4 separate regions of the Mus musculus genome follow, and all the other regions are linked to region 2. Evidence: chromatin contacts called from public targeted proximity ligation data. All regions are on one chromosome and are shown on one strand. The core of a region is the stretch at or near the end of the contact, and the rest is flanking DNA. Distances in the headings are between cores, read along the strand shown.

Region 1 (3,556 bases), core at 71-2,570, 500 kb after region 2:
CTTCTACACACTGTCTCCTGTCAACGGCAAGATCACAGGTGCTAATGCCAAGAAGGAGATGGTGAAGTCCAAGCTGCCCAACACAGTGCTGGGGAAGATCTGGAAGTTGGCAGATGTGGACAAGGATGGCCTGCTGGATGACGAGGAGTTTGCCCTGGCCAACCACCTTATCAAGGTGAAGCTAGAGGGCCACGAGCTGCCCGCTGACCTTCCTCCACATCTCATTCCACCCTCCAAACGGAGGCACGAGTGACTTCCATGCCTGAGATACCCTACAACCCCCAGGGCTGCTGCCACTTTCTACCCACCAGCTCCTTGTCTGCCCAGGTGGGCTGGGGCCTGGAGGGGCAGAAATTGGGGGAGGGAAAGGGTCACCATTTTTCAAGGTCCATAAAGACTGAGCGGTGTTTCCTCAGCTCTTGAATAGGAAAACCACCATCTTTCTTTTAAAGCTGTTCCGGGGTTCAGCGGGAGGCATGGGTGATGCTTGGATATGAACAGTGGGATTTTGTGCACAGGAACCATGATATTTTTAATATATAACATTAGAGGCAGCCTTCTTTCTTGCCTCTTCTGTCTGACAGCCCCACACTCATCCTCTCCCCTATCCAAGCCAGGCACCTCTCCACCCCACCCTGGCACCCCTGTGCCCGATGCCCCAGGGCTGTGTAAGCAGGAGGTCCCTGCTCCTTCAGCTTGTTTTTAGACTGGGGCTCCCTCAAGGGCAGCAGGTTGTTTCCTGCTAGCCGTGTTCTGTGCTCCAGTCCTCTGCTGTGCTGTGGGGTGCACACCTTACTCTGTCCACATCCCCTGACACCCCAGCCAGCACAGCAGCCACAGGTAGAAGACCCAACCACTGTTATTTGTTGTGGAGGCAGGAGGAGTTGCGAGACAGTCCATGACGTCTAGGAAAATGCATAAGCTACTTAGTGTTCTGTAGTGACACTTGATACTTGACCAAGACTTTGAGTAACTTACATCACTCGTTCAAAACTGTGATTTTTGTCTCCTCTTTCCTATACTCCAGCCTTGGAGCATTTCCACCCCAGAGCCAGCATAGAGCTGACATCCTAGGGCTTGAGTTTGCTTTCTGGCTGAGGGGAGGTCATCCCAGCTTCTGCTCAGAGGGGTCTGAAATGTAGCCCCCCCACCCCCGCCCCAAGGTCAACCTTTATGGCAGCTTCCTGGAGCCCCTCTCTGCCTTGGGACAGGCAGTAGGCCCTGTGACCTGGGGTGGTCTGGGGCTGGTAAGAGGAAGCCTGTGGCTCTGGCCTGGGTGTAGTGTCCATGCAGCACGACAGGGGAAAACCCAGCCCCTTCCCTCGCCCTGTCATTTCCTTCCTCTCCTCCTCTGCTGAGCCAAGGAGGTCTGGGTGTCCTGAGAGCCCCAGACTGAGCAGTAAGAAGCCTGAGCTAGCAAATGACCACTTTAGTCACCCCACTGTAGCCTGGGGACCCGGACACATCCTGTGGCCAGTGGTTGGCTGTCAGGGTGGGCTTTCCACTGAGCTGGGTAGGGCATTGCAGCCTGCTCCTCTGACACTGTAGGTGGGCTTCAGGGAGCTGCCTGCCAACCCCCCAGCACTGTTCTGGGCCCTGCTGAGGGTGAGCTCCAGCCTGGCCTGTTACCTCCCTGCCTCAGCCCTCCACTCCTTGGCTGAGGGTGAGAGAGATGTCATCCTCAGCTGTAGAGGGAGTGGCCGAATGAAGACTGGTTCTCGCATTAAAGGAAGTTTAATTGTGCCAAAGCCTCTCATGCTCCCTTGTCTTTTCCTGGCCAAGGAGGCACCCCTGGAGCCTTGCAAGGGGTCCCCCAAGTTGTCCATAACCACCCATCTCCTGTGCATTGTTGGCGAGACTATCTGGAAACTGAACTTGATGGTGCACACCCATAGTCTCAGCACTTGGGATGTGGGGGGGAGGACCAAGCTACATGAGAGCCTGTCCCCAAAAATCTAAACACCAGTAGAGATTGATATCAGAATTATGCTGGGCCCACTTCCACATCTGCACATCATCACCTCCCTCAAGACCGCCACAGCTGTAGACAGACAGGATGGGCTCCCCTCCCTAGTGTCCTCAGACTGGGTTGTGGGATCCTGTAAACAAAGGTCCCAGGGCTCCGAGCTGCTTGGCTCCTCACTTGCCCCCAGGCAGGTTTGGAGCCAGCAGAGCCAGCTCTGAAGACGGCAGAGGCTGACAAAAATCCACAGTTCTGGGTGGGGTTGGTTAGAGCCAGCTGATGTCTCCGATAGGGGACCTGTTTATGACAAGAGAGGAAAGGATGACAAATTGGGAGTGACATGCCCGGAAGGGTGCAGATGGGAAGTAAGGCGGGGAGAGACAGCTCCAGGCAAGGTTGGGACAGAAGCCCGGAAAAACAGGTGTTTATCTTAGATCCAGAGCTGCCTCCAGGGTCTAGCTGCTGTGGCTAAGGCAGGCCTGATAGTCCAGGCACCTCAGACTTGACACCCCTGTGTGGTCTGCGGGGCTTGCCTGAACCTCAGCATGAGAGGGCAACACAGGCAGCAGTGGTAGCCAAGGAGATCAGACTGAAGTCTACCAACTCGGGTCCCATTCCTGAGGAGTGTCATGGAAACCCTTTTTAAAGCAAAGGTGATTTCTGAGTTGCCCAGCCCACTTCACCCTCAGCTGCCACTCAGGGTTAAAATGCTCCTGGAATGATTCAAAGCTGTCATTCCACCTGAGATTTTAGATGCTTGGGTCCCACAGAGATGCCCTGTGCTTGTTCAAGCTGGTAGTGCCAAAGGAAACAGGCCCAGGGAGCTCCCTGGAATGCTAGGACCCACCTTCACTCCACCCGTGGGACTCATGGTATACTATCTGTTCAGCGCCCATCTCTATGAGATGATACCCAGATGGTGCCCACTGGGTAAGAAGTTTAAGGCGGGGCGGTGATGGCACACGCCTTTAATCCCAGCACTTGGGAGGCAGAGGCGGGCGGATTTCTGAGTTCGAGGCCAGCCTGGTCTACAAAGTGAGTTCCAGGACAGCCAGGGCTACACAGAGAAACCCTGTCTTGAAAAACCAAAAAAAAGAAAGAAAGAAAAAAAGGTTTGAGAGCAAGTGAAGGCCTCCCCTTCTGCTGCCCCTGGACTCAGGTTTGGGTTTCATGATTCAGACTCCTCTGGGCCATGGTGGGAACTGAGGAAGAGATGTCCACTCAGAGGGCTGGCTCTTGCCCCGCCATTCCTTTCTTGTTCTCTAGAAGCCAGAATATATCAGGAAGCAAATCCTTGCCACCCTGCTCCCAACCCCTGGGATAAGAGGCCTTCAGGACAGTCTGCCATCCTAGCTCACAGCACCACACAAACCCAAGACCCCACAGGCCCAGAAGCCCACCTGCAGGCTGCACCTGCCAGCTGTTTAGTGAGCCGAGGTTTCCATTGTTAATCTGGTCATAGGATTGTCTGCAGCCAGTGGGCTAATATGACAGTGGGGGAAGAGGACCAGTGAGAGAAGGGTTCAGTAGTTTAGAGCACTGGCTGCCCTTCCAGAGCATCTGGTTTTGACTTCCCAGCACTCACATGGCAGC
Region 2 (3,609 bases), core at 918-3,417:
TGCTTATCCTGAGAGTGGATTTCCTTTTTTCTGGTTCCCTTGAGTCATCTGCCTTTAGGATTCTAGACAGACCTAAGGGGAAAAGAACTCAAAATATATTTTGCCCCCATTCCCCCAAAAGCACTTTGCCCAATTACCTCCCCTACACAGGAGTGAGGCTTGTGGTAGGTCATCTGTTCAAACTACAACGTCTTACAAAACTGGGAGGTTGTGCTGGCTCTACCATTCATTCCCCTCTGAGCGGTTAAAGACAACTTGCCATCTACCATTCTTCTTTCTGGGCCTTGGCAGTCAGCCCTCAAAAGCTTCTGACAAGATGCAAGAGGACATAACCCTGAAAAAGAAAAACCTACAACACCCGCAAAGGCCTACATACAGCCCCAGATATATCTCTTTACACAGAAGCCTACAACTCCCCCATAACTATTAAGACAAAGTAAACAAGTTACCATCCAAGTTACAGAAAACCACCACCATGTTGCCGACCTCAAGGAATGTTACCGCACCGCATGCTCTCCCTGCAGCCTTTCTTGCACACTGGCATGCTGGTCTAGGAGCCGCTATCTATCCTCTCCACAATGCCTGCTCGCCTCCTCCGCGCAGTTGACAAGCCAAGCCGCCAGCTAGCTTCATCACCAACTCGCTCTCGCTCCACCATCCTGGAACCCTTTCCCAGCTTCACCACCACATCCGTATGGCTCCTTCTTCCTAGCTTCCTCCACCGAACCGCACTCTTTCCTGGGCTATCTTCACCATGCACTGCTGCTGCTGGCTCCTCAGTCCTTCCTAGCTTCACCAAACTGGCTTCGGGACTCCTGTCTGCCGCTCCTGTCTTCCTAGTTCACTGAATGCACTTCTGTGTAGACCTGGGTCAGCTGCCAATGCTAGTCGTTAGGATTTTAAAAGCACCTCAGCTCAAGTCCAATGCAAAATGCTGACAATCTTGAAACTGTTATCAAAAGTCCTTTTGTCATCAAGCAAAATTAAGCTACAAGTTAAGGCTTTTAATATTCTTCTAACTCTTCAAAGGCATTCTGCCTTAACTTTTTACTTCAGTCCTAGTAGCTTTGATTGCTAGCTTCAATCTTGTATGTGGCTGTCTAAAGACTCTTCTAAACTGCTCGCTCCATCAGAAATTTGAACTTATGGCTTTAAAGATAATTTCCTTCTGACTTTATATCTTATCCAACCTTTTGGCCTCAATCTTATCTTCTTTGCCTATCTTGAATGCTGGCATCCAAAGTTGTCTTAACTTCCATTTTGTTTTTCTATCTTGCTTCTTTCTATCTTCTATTCTTCGGCTTCCTACTACCTGTGCCTTTAAGTACCTTTTCTGTCTTCTAAAGATGCTTTGTCTTCTATTTTCCTATCTTCTCTAACAGCTTTTTCTTCACCTTCCTGTATGTCTTCTTCGTCTTTCACTTCCATTTTCTAATCTTCTTTCTCCAAATACTAGCCTAACCTTTTTGTTTTTTCAAGACAGGGTTTCTCTGTGTAGCCCTGGCTGTCCTGGAACTCACTCTGTAGACCAGGCTGGCCTCGAACTCAGAAATCCGCCTGCCTCTGCCTCCCAAGTGCTAGGATTAAAGGCGTGCGCCACCATCGCCCGGCTAGCCTAACACTTCCATCTTCCCTGTTTCCAACTCATGCCTTCAAACGTACATGCGCCAGTCGAAGGATTTTTATAACGGCCGTCAACTTAACCTACTTTTCTCAATCTTTTAAAACTACACCTCATTTTCAAACTATTCTCTACAACTTTACTGTTTTAAATGCCACTTAGATTCTATTTAGGTAACCTTCGTTTTAATCTACAAGGCCGACCTTCAAACTAGAACCTTTTAGAACTTCACAAAACCTCCCTTTACAATCTCCTAAACTGCTCTGGTCAGCCTCCATTATACAGTACAAATACTTTTCTCCTCATTTCCTTTTTCAAACTGTTTAAATAAGCCTTCATGTTATCTCTTAAGATCTTCTTAGATTATTAAGACTAAGTAATATTTCGATAAGCTACTCTATTAGCTTAAGTTTAGAGTTCTAATTCTTTTTACTGCTCAATCTTTTTAATTAAAAACTTATCTGCGATTTCCTCGGGCTGAGTCTCCTGCCTCACGAGCTCAGCTGTGCTGCTCTACGCTGCTCTGCTCTCGCTGCCTGAATGCCTGACGCAGAGCCCGGAGCGCCGGTATTTATTGCAAAGGGACACGTCACTCCACCGGAACCTAGTAACCCTCCACCACCTTGGTGAAGGAAGAAAAATAGTTCCTCAGAGAGTTAAAAATAGATCCTGACTTCCAAGTTTCTAGATTTTTCTTGACGTCGTGTGGGCCTCTTGGACCTTGCTAATACAGAGAAATGTTTAGCTTGTACCAGCTAAATAGGTACAAATAGGTTTAAAATTTCTGGTCACAAGGAGAAAAAACATGAACTAATAGCTATTAAAAATGGGAGCCCCAAGTTTTTCAGATGTTTCAACACCTTTTGCGTTTTCCTGGGAGGACAGAGGGTATAGCGTATGTTGCAAGTGTTAAAACAGGCTTTCCCACAGCTTCAGCTTCCACTTCCCATTTTGTAACTCCCCGAGCGGCTGCCATTTCATGCGAAACAAGATGGAGGTCTCTCGGAAAGTGACCGGCCCTGCGAGTGGCTTCTGAGGTGGTGACACTTTGTACTGGTTTATACTGGGAATGCTCCTGTAGGGACGACCTGCAGCCTCCGGCTGCTCTCGGGGCCACTTTTCCGAGCCCGGGTACACGAGCGCTTTGGTGCTTGCCTACGTCCGCCATGTTAGGCTGCGGTCTCAGCCCAGCAAGGCCATGGTCGCTGCAGGTGAGGGCACGGCGACCTTGGCGGCCATGCCGAGCACCACCCGCACTGCGCTAATAACCGTCAGAGCCCGGCCCGTGGCGGCAAGGTCCCCAGGTCTATCTCATCGCTTCCTAAAACTACGACGGAGGGGAAAGGATGTTTTTCTCTTTCTCCCAGGACCATGGAGAAAGCGTCACTGGGCGCAGAAAGCGGGGGCCGCGCCAGGGAGGGCGGGGAGGACCGCGGAACCCGTCGCGAGGACAAAGGGGGTGGGGAGAGGCGCAAGGATACGCGGGTCGTGAGTCGCCGCCTCCCTTTGTGAGCTGCTGAATCGAGGGCTGGCAGCCGGCCGGGTTCGACCGGTTCTAACCGGTTCCAGCCGGTCTAGGCAAAGTTTCTGCTGCAGAGCCTCGCTGCGCAGGCGCGCCCCGCCCCGCCCCCAAGCGCCTTCACCACGGTGCTGGAATGACTGGTGTGGGAGCAGGGCGGCTGCGGGGGGCTGTGCTGCAGTTTCCTGGTCGCCCCTTATTGCGGCCTACTGGGCCCACGGACATGGCTTTTTTGGTCTCTATGTCATCCATTAAGTGTTAAGACACATACTTTGCTCGTACGTTTACTTTATACTCTAGAATTTTCAAAGGGAAGCGAGTCTCGGGTTGATCCCGTAAACTGGAGGCTGCCTGGATTTTTAGAAAAGCTGCTGGAGTCGTGGGAAACAGCGCCCCGGGGCGCATTGAGATCCAGAGCTCGCGATCGCACACGGCCTGGCGGCACCGTCCTGCTCCCCACCTCTACGTT
Region 3 (3,312 bases), core at 678-3,177, 290 kb before region 2:
AGTAGCTGGAGCTACAGGCAGTTCAGAGATTCCTAATTTGGGTGCTGAGAACCAAACTCAGGTCCTTTACAAGAGTCGCAAGAGCACCTAAGGACTGGGCAATCTCTCCAGCTTTGCCTTTGAAATTGAAAGATCTTTTGTGAAGGCAGTATTTAATCTAGAGAATGAATATTAAAAAGAATTTTCAGAAAATATTGCCTGTACAAATCTGGGCACATTCATCAGTTTAATAATTCAACTTTCAGAACGCATTCTCAGTACCCACTCAGGAATAGCACCCACAACAATACCAGTAGGTAATATTTATATTTGGCCTTATAATATATTAGGCATTGTTCTAATAAATAAATTTATGGGGCTGGAGAGATGGCTCAGAGGTTAAGAGCACTGACTGCTCTTCCAGAGGTCCTGAGTTCAAATCCCAGCAACGCCATGGTGGCTCACAACCATCCATAATGAGAACTGATGCCCTCTTCAGGTGTGTCTGAAGACAGCTACAGTGCACTTACATATAATAATAAATAAATCTTTGGATCAGAGCGAGTGAGGCCGGAGCAAGCGGGGCCAGAGTGAGCAGAAGTCCTGAGTTCAATTCCCAGAAACCACATGATGCCTCACAACCACAAGTACAGCTACAGTATACTTATAAACATAAAATAAATAAATCTTTTAAAAAATAAATTTATGTATTTATGACAAACTCTCACACTGTAGTTCCAGCAGGCCTTAAACTCGTGGTTATCCTCCTGCCCCACCCTCATAAGTGCTGGGATTATATCTGGCTTCTAATCACTTTATAAACATGTTCTAAGCATACACACACACACACACACACACACACACACACACGGCATATGTACATATATACATCCTTTTACTATTGAGACAGGATCTCACTATATAGCCCTGGCTTGCCTATAACACTCTATGTAGACCAAGCTGGCCTTGAACTCATAAAGGTCTTCCTGTTTCTGCCTCTGCTTCTACCGCTGAAATTCCAGGATTAAAGGTGTGTCTCACCATGCCTGGCTATTTATATACATTTCTATATGAACATGTATAAACAGAAAGCCATGGCCAGCCCTCCAAATTCCATTTGAATCCCAAATGCCACTTCTTGGATTGTGTGACACTACCAAGGCAGGCTTTCTGCCCTCACTCCCCCCCTTCAAACACAGGCAGACTAGCTCTTTGCTGCAGCAGGACCCCTTGTCCTTGGTTTTCTTCTTGATGTCTATCTCTACTCTCACCCACTCTGCTTGACAGAGATGTGACTTTCAGAACACAGCACAGCAGCTCCATCCCCTATCTCTGTCCCAGCTCACTACACTCCTACCTCAAGTGAGAGTTGATGCAATCCAAAACAATGAAGCTCCCCAATAACTGCTGACTGAGGCTGAGAGGAATAAACGAAGAATGGATGGATGGTCTTACAAATATATAGGCACGAATACACAGGTGAGCCTGTAAACTCAACAGGACTCTCTCACCCTTCTCAGTCGCTTGCAGACTGCCTTGTTCTCCCCCATCACGACAGTACTGAGTTGATTTGGGGGAGGGGGCAGAGGCGGGATTCCATCTATGCAGGCTGGGACAAAAATCCTGATTATCTTTGCATCCTCAACCTGGCCCTATGCAGGGGCCTTAGAAGCGCCGCATTCCCGTGCTCAGATCTCTCTCCCTGCTTGGTATGGTATGATGAAGTGAGGTGGAGTAGGAAGACGTTTTATTTCCTTCCTTTACCTTACTCTCATTTCCAGCTTCCTGATGTTGCTCCTCCATGGTGCTCCTTAGCTGGGATATACAGGAATCCTACGACAAGCCACGGCCTGCGCGTTCCAAGAGCTTGGGTGAGGGAACCTTGTAGGGATGCTATCAGCTGACATTGACACTAGCTGCGGCCTCCCTGGGTGGGTCCCATTGCCCACAGCTGCTCCTTCTGATTAGACAGCAGTTTTACCACATGAGCCTCTATTGGCTTTGAGGCCTATCAATCTTACGTGGGCATTTAAGCGGCACCAGAAAGCCGGACCAGGATAGGCCAGGGCCTGAGGGTAGAGGTCACGTGTCAGTCCCGCAGGTGGACCCCTACGAATCCGGCCGTTCCGGGACCCGCCTTCTTCTAACGGGCACGAGCAGAGGCGCACATGCGCACTAGGGCAGCTTGGCGCCACCAGGCGGTGGGCGGGGCGGGGAGTCCGGAGGGGGGGCGAGGGTTGGGAGGGAGGTTTGGGTAGGGAGGAATGGGGAACTCGAGTGGGTCAGGGGGTCTAGGGACGAGGGCAGGCTGCAATGTCTGTGGAGAAAGCGCTTCCGTTCCAGTTTTCACACCCGGGCCAGAAAGTACGGAGTAAGCAGCTTAAGGAGCCGCGGGGACGCAATAAGGCCCGGATACCCCGCGCCCATATTCTTCGGGGGGACCAAAGGAAATCGCCACCGAAGTCACACTGCAAGAAGGCGCAAGTGAGAGAGAAAGAGAAGGTGTGGGTACCCTGGAATGGACTCATCGTGATTGGGAAGAGAGTGGAACTCTTGGACAGAAACGTGCAAAAGTCTAACCCAAAGTTGGAATCTGAGGACTGGAAGCTGGAGGGCACCGGGAAGAAGTTCTCAAGAGAGAAATCGGGCCTGCAACAGGAGGCAGTGGTCGCGAAGCTCCTGAGCAGTGTAAGAAGGGCGGTGCAGGCTCGAGCAAGTTTGGAGTATGACAGCCCAGAGATTTGGAGAGAGTTGGAGGATAGACTCAAAGCTGGTGTAACTACGAGTGCAGAGATGACTGCAGAGCGTGGGGAAAACTTGAAATCTAGGGACAGGTTGAGGACCACTGGAGGGGACTTGAGGTCCAGAGGGGATCAGCTGAGGCCGAATGAGGAACTGGAGTCTAGTGGAGAGAACTTGAAAAAACGGGTACCCATTGGAGACAAGGTGGTAGGCAGGGGAGAGAAGCGGAGGTCTTCTGCTGAAAAAATGGACAGTAGGGAGAGGCGGGGGTCTGTTGTAGAGAAAATGGACAGTAGAGAGAGGCGGGGGTCTGTTGTAGAGAAAATGGACAGTAGAGAGAGGCGGGGGTCTGTTGTAGAGAAAATGGACAGTAGAGAGAGGCGGGGGTCTATCAGAGAGAAGACGGACAGTGAAGAGAAGCGGGGATCCATTAGAGAGAAGGCGACAGAGAGTAGACAGAGGCGGGGGTCCATCAGAGAGAAGGTATCAGACAGTGGAGAGAGGCGGGGATCCATCAGAGAGAAGATGTCAGACAGTGGAGAGAGGCGAGGATCCATCAGAGAGAAGATGTCAGACAGTGGAGAGAGGCGA
Region 4 (3,667 bases), core at 879-3,378, 270 kb before region 2:
CTGTCAGCAGCCACCGGCCTTTTCTCCTTCGGACTGGCCCAGCAAGGGCGGGCCATCAGCGACGAGAGTCCCCAGAGTGCTCCACGCTAGCTGGATCCCATTTCTTTCCTTATGGCCCCAGTCCTTTGTAATAATTACTTGTGTTTATGAAACCTTAAAGGATTTTTGATGTATCAGGGTAGAAATCCGTCTTCCTTTTTGTTGTTGAGGTAGCAAGCTTTTTATTTGGCAATAAAAGACAAATCAAAGGTGAGAATGAGAGGAGAGGGAGCTGTGTGTGGTGGGGACCGTCTGGAGAGAGTCCTGCTGAGGCAAGCGGGCTTGGGAGAACACTGTTACAGAAATCAACTTTACTGTCGCCCATGCTGGGCTTGCTCGTGTCCAGGGCTCTCGTGGCAGCACTGGGTGAGAGGGAGAGGATAAAGGAAGCCTTAGCACATGTTACCAATGGCAAGTCTTGAGCCAAAATCAAGGCTCTCCTAATCTAGTTGGAGCTGGGCCTTTTGGGGTTAAGAGTAAATCGTATGTGTATAGTCTCAGCTCCAGAGAGGTGGAGACAATTAGATTAGGAGTTCAAGGCCATCCTTGGCTATATAGGGAGTTTGAGATCAGCCTGGGTTACATGCGATTCTATTTTGAAAAAATAACCAAGCAGTCCCTCCCCAAAATAAGGGCAGATGCCAGAAGCCAGTGTGGACTGTGGATCCCAACACGCTGAGAGACAGCACCTGTAGTGGTTTTACGTGTATTCGATGTCTACAAACAGAACAATCCACCCATTAATCCATCTGTCCTAAGATGGAACAAGTCAGAGCCTGGTGCTCTCCTCTGACTGGGAAAGAATGGGAGAAGGCTATGTGTGAGTGTCACACATTCAAAAAACTTATGCTATGAGGATGAGTCGGAAGGAAGGCAGTAGGTGCACTAGTCTGGATTTCAATCGTTTCTTTTCTGTCCTTTAGTTCCTAAGACTTCCAGACCAGACCTGCTCGACAGGCGTTCTCCTGACAGCCTTCCACACTGGCACCTGGGCTCTTACATCACAGAGCACCCGTTCCTGAGGCCTTCCTCTGAATCAAAGGTAGGGGTTGAGTTGGCACTCTCTCCTGGAGGGGCTGTTGTTGGGAGGAGGGGACACAGGTTCTAGTTGCCTGGCTCATGGAGTCATGCCATCTTGCAGAAGAGACCAATGTGATTCAACTGGACCAGGGGTGGGGTGAGGAACTTTTGTGTCAAGAATTCTTAGCATGTTCTGATGGCTTTCCAAAATCCAGTACACATGAGATTAGAACTTCTCTTTTTTTTTTAGATTTATTTATTTATTATACATAAGTACACTGTAGCTGTCTTCAGACACACCAGAAGAGGACGTCAGATCTCATTACAGATGGTTGTGAGCCACCATGTGGTTGCTGGGATTTGAACTCATGACCTTCGGAAAAGCAGTCAGTGCTCTTACCCGCTGAGCCATCTCACCAGCCCTAGAACTTCTCTTTATCAAATAATTAATTGTGTGTGTGTGTGTGTGTGTGTGTGTGTGTGTGTGTGTGTGTGTGTGTGTGTTGGGCAGAGGAAAACATGCAGGAATCCATGTCTCTCCTTGAACCATTATTGGGGCAGATGCCACAAGTCTTGGACTATCAGGGTGGGTTTAGACAGGGTAAAGAATCCACTTGGGGTTTGAGAAATTGGACTGTTGGACGATTGAGACATTCCCTGTCAGTGCTCAAATCCTGGAGAGGAAGGAATGGAGCCAAAGTCTCAAATCAGTACCTGTAGCTGACCTAATTATAATGTTGCCTGACTGTTTAATTAGTAGATAGCTGTATGGTGTGGGACAGCAAGGTCACCCAGAGCTCTGAACAGTAGCAACACTGTCCCAGGGCTCTGGAAAAGGTGAACGAAGTGTTCAGCCGGAGGATCGCTCTGTCTCAGCTTCCAGGTTAGCGTGGATCAGAAGTTGGGGGAGGCAGAGAAGCAGACCCAGATTTTAGGTCTGGGGGGAAATGCAAGGATCAGGAAATCCAACGGTGGCCAGGGAAGCCACAGACGAGTTGCCTCACCCACTGCAGCCTCAAGAGCAGCCCCAGAGTCTGTGACAAACTCAGGTCACGTGTGGAGCAGTTGCTATGGGGTGTTTCCTGCCTTAGACTTACCCTGTCAGCAGGATGCTACACACCTCGATGCAGCTCTTACCACTTAGAAATAGTGCCAACAGGAAACACTGGGAATGAACATCAAGGTGGCTTATACTAGAGCTCCCTGTCAGGATCGGAGAGCCTGGGGGAGCCGATGAGCCTACTAGACACGCTCTTCTCAAGTGAGAGGGTAGTGGGTGGGCATGTGAGAGCCTCTTGGGCAGGTGAAGGAGGGGGAAGGGAGGGCTAAGGCACCAGCAGACAACTCCTTGTCCAGTGTCATTTTCTCCTTCACAAACATCGGAGGTTCGATTGTCTGGGCCAGTCAGCTAACTGGGCAGCAGAGTAAGCTGAGGCTGGAGGCAGTGGTCAGGGCTGAGCGCGGCACACGGTAGGCACTTTGATGCTGAGATGCTTGAACCCCAGACCTCACTATAAGATGTGAAGAGTCACTCCAAGTTTATAAGCTTGTTAAACAACTCGTATTTTTGACTGGCTACATGTTTGGCTTAGCAAAAATACACAGAGTGCTTCAAGCCACACCTAACCCTTCTCAGAGCTCTTGGCCAGCAGTTTCTTCTAATTACTCCAGTGAGCGTCTCTGTTATTTACAGTTCATAGAAGACAGGGCGGAGTGACTTCTAGCTTGGTATCTTTTGGGCCACAGGATGGAGGAGTGGTTCAAGTTCAGCTTGACATCAGTCTGAACCATAGAGACTGCTGGAGTTGAAGGTTGAACTCTACGCTACACACACACACACACACATTCACACATACACATTTGCACATACACATTCACATACACACAACTCACACACACACATTCACACATACACTCACACATTCACACATACTCACACATTCACACATACTCACACATTCACACAGACACACACACACACACACACACACACACACACGCCCACGCACACATACAATTCCATGTTGTCTTTGGCTGTGGCACCAAGAACAGGACTTTATTTGTACTCCGTCCTTGCCTTACAGTAACAGGTGGCTGGCTCACCCATTCCTTCTGGTTTTCTAAACCAATTAACTGTGTGTGAGGATGTGGGTGTGTAGCTGTGGGCAAGTGTGCTACAGCACAGATGTGGAGGCCAGAGGACTATTGCCAGGGGCAGTGAGTCCCAAGGACAGAACTCCAGTGATCAGGCAGCAAAGGCCTTTCCCCGGGAGCCTTCTACTTATTTATTTGTATTATTTAATAAGTACACCATAATTAGTATATATATTTATATAATGTTATTTATGTATTTAGACAGAGTCTTCCTCTGTAACTCAAGTTGGCCTTAAATTCACTATGTAGTCAGGCTGACTTGCTATCTTGGTGATTTTTCTGGCCCAGCCTCCCGAGCACTGAGATCATATGCATGCGTATCCATTCCTACATTTCCCCTCCCTCCTTCCATCCCTTCCTTCCTCCCTTCCTCTTTCTTTCCCCTCTCTTCCTTTCTCTTGCATCCTTCCTTCCTCCCTTCTAACCTCCCCTTCTCTCTTCTAGCCTCCCTTCC

The links.
Region 1: a contact with region 2 is called in a targeted proximity ligation map of memory CD8 T cells, with 70 read pairs. A contact is called at or near these places in 5 of 130 datasets of targeted methods (effector CD8 T cells, embryonic stem cells, extraembryonic endoderm stem cells and 2 more).
Region 3: a targeted proximity ligation map of pancreatic cancer cells shows a contact between it and region 2. A contact is called at or near these places in 1 of 484 Hi-C or Micro-C datasets (CD8 T cells) and 3 of 130 datasets of targeted methods (bone marrow-derived macrophages, microglia and pancreatic cancer cells).
Region 4: a contact with region 2 is called in a targeted proximity ligation map of effector CD8 T cells, with 16 read pairs. A contact is called at or near these places in 1 of 484 Hi-C or Micro-C datasets (CD8 T cells) and 3 of 130 datasets of targeted methods (bone marrow-derived macrophages, effector CD8 T cells and microglia).

What each region holds. Positions count from the first base shown.
Region 1 is chr19:6,298,346-6,301,901 of GRCm38.p6, forward strand. Ehd1 (EH-domain containing 1) reads left to right here. Exons shown (of 5, transcript NM_010119.5): 5 at 1-1,751. The coding sequence ends at 253. It overlaps Gm52380 (a long non-coding RNA gene), which reads right to left. Exons shown (of 3, transcript XR_003952842.1): 3 at 1,785-2,260. Among named protein-coding and RNA genes, the nearest start is that of Cdc42bpg, 6.3 kb to the right of the region's middle.
Region 2 is chr19:5,800,505-5,804,113 of GRCm38.p6, forward strand. It overlaps Malat1 (metastasis associated lung adenocarcinoma transcript 1 (non-coding RNA)), which reads right to left and starts at 2,168. Exons shown (of 1, transcript NR_002847.3): 1 at 1-2,168.
Region 3 is chr19:5,508,590-5,511,901 of GRCm38.p6, forward strand. Snx32 (sorting nexin 32) reads right to left here and starts at 1,928. Exons shown (of 13, transcript NM_001024560.3): 1 at 1,744-1,928. The coding sequence starts at 1,782. It also overlaps the pseudogene Gm31166.
Region 4 is chr19:5,530,578-5,534,244 of GRCm38.p6, forward strand. It overlaps the pseudogene Gm31166. Among named protein-coding and RNA genes, the nearest start is that of Snx32, 22 kb to the left of the region's middle.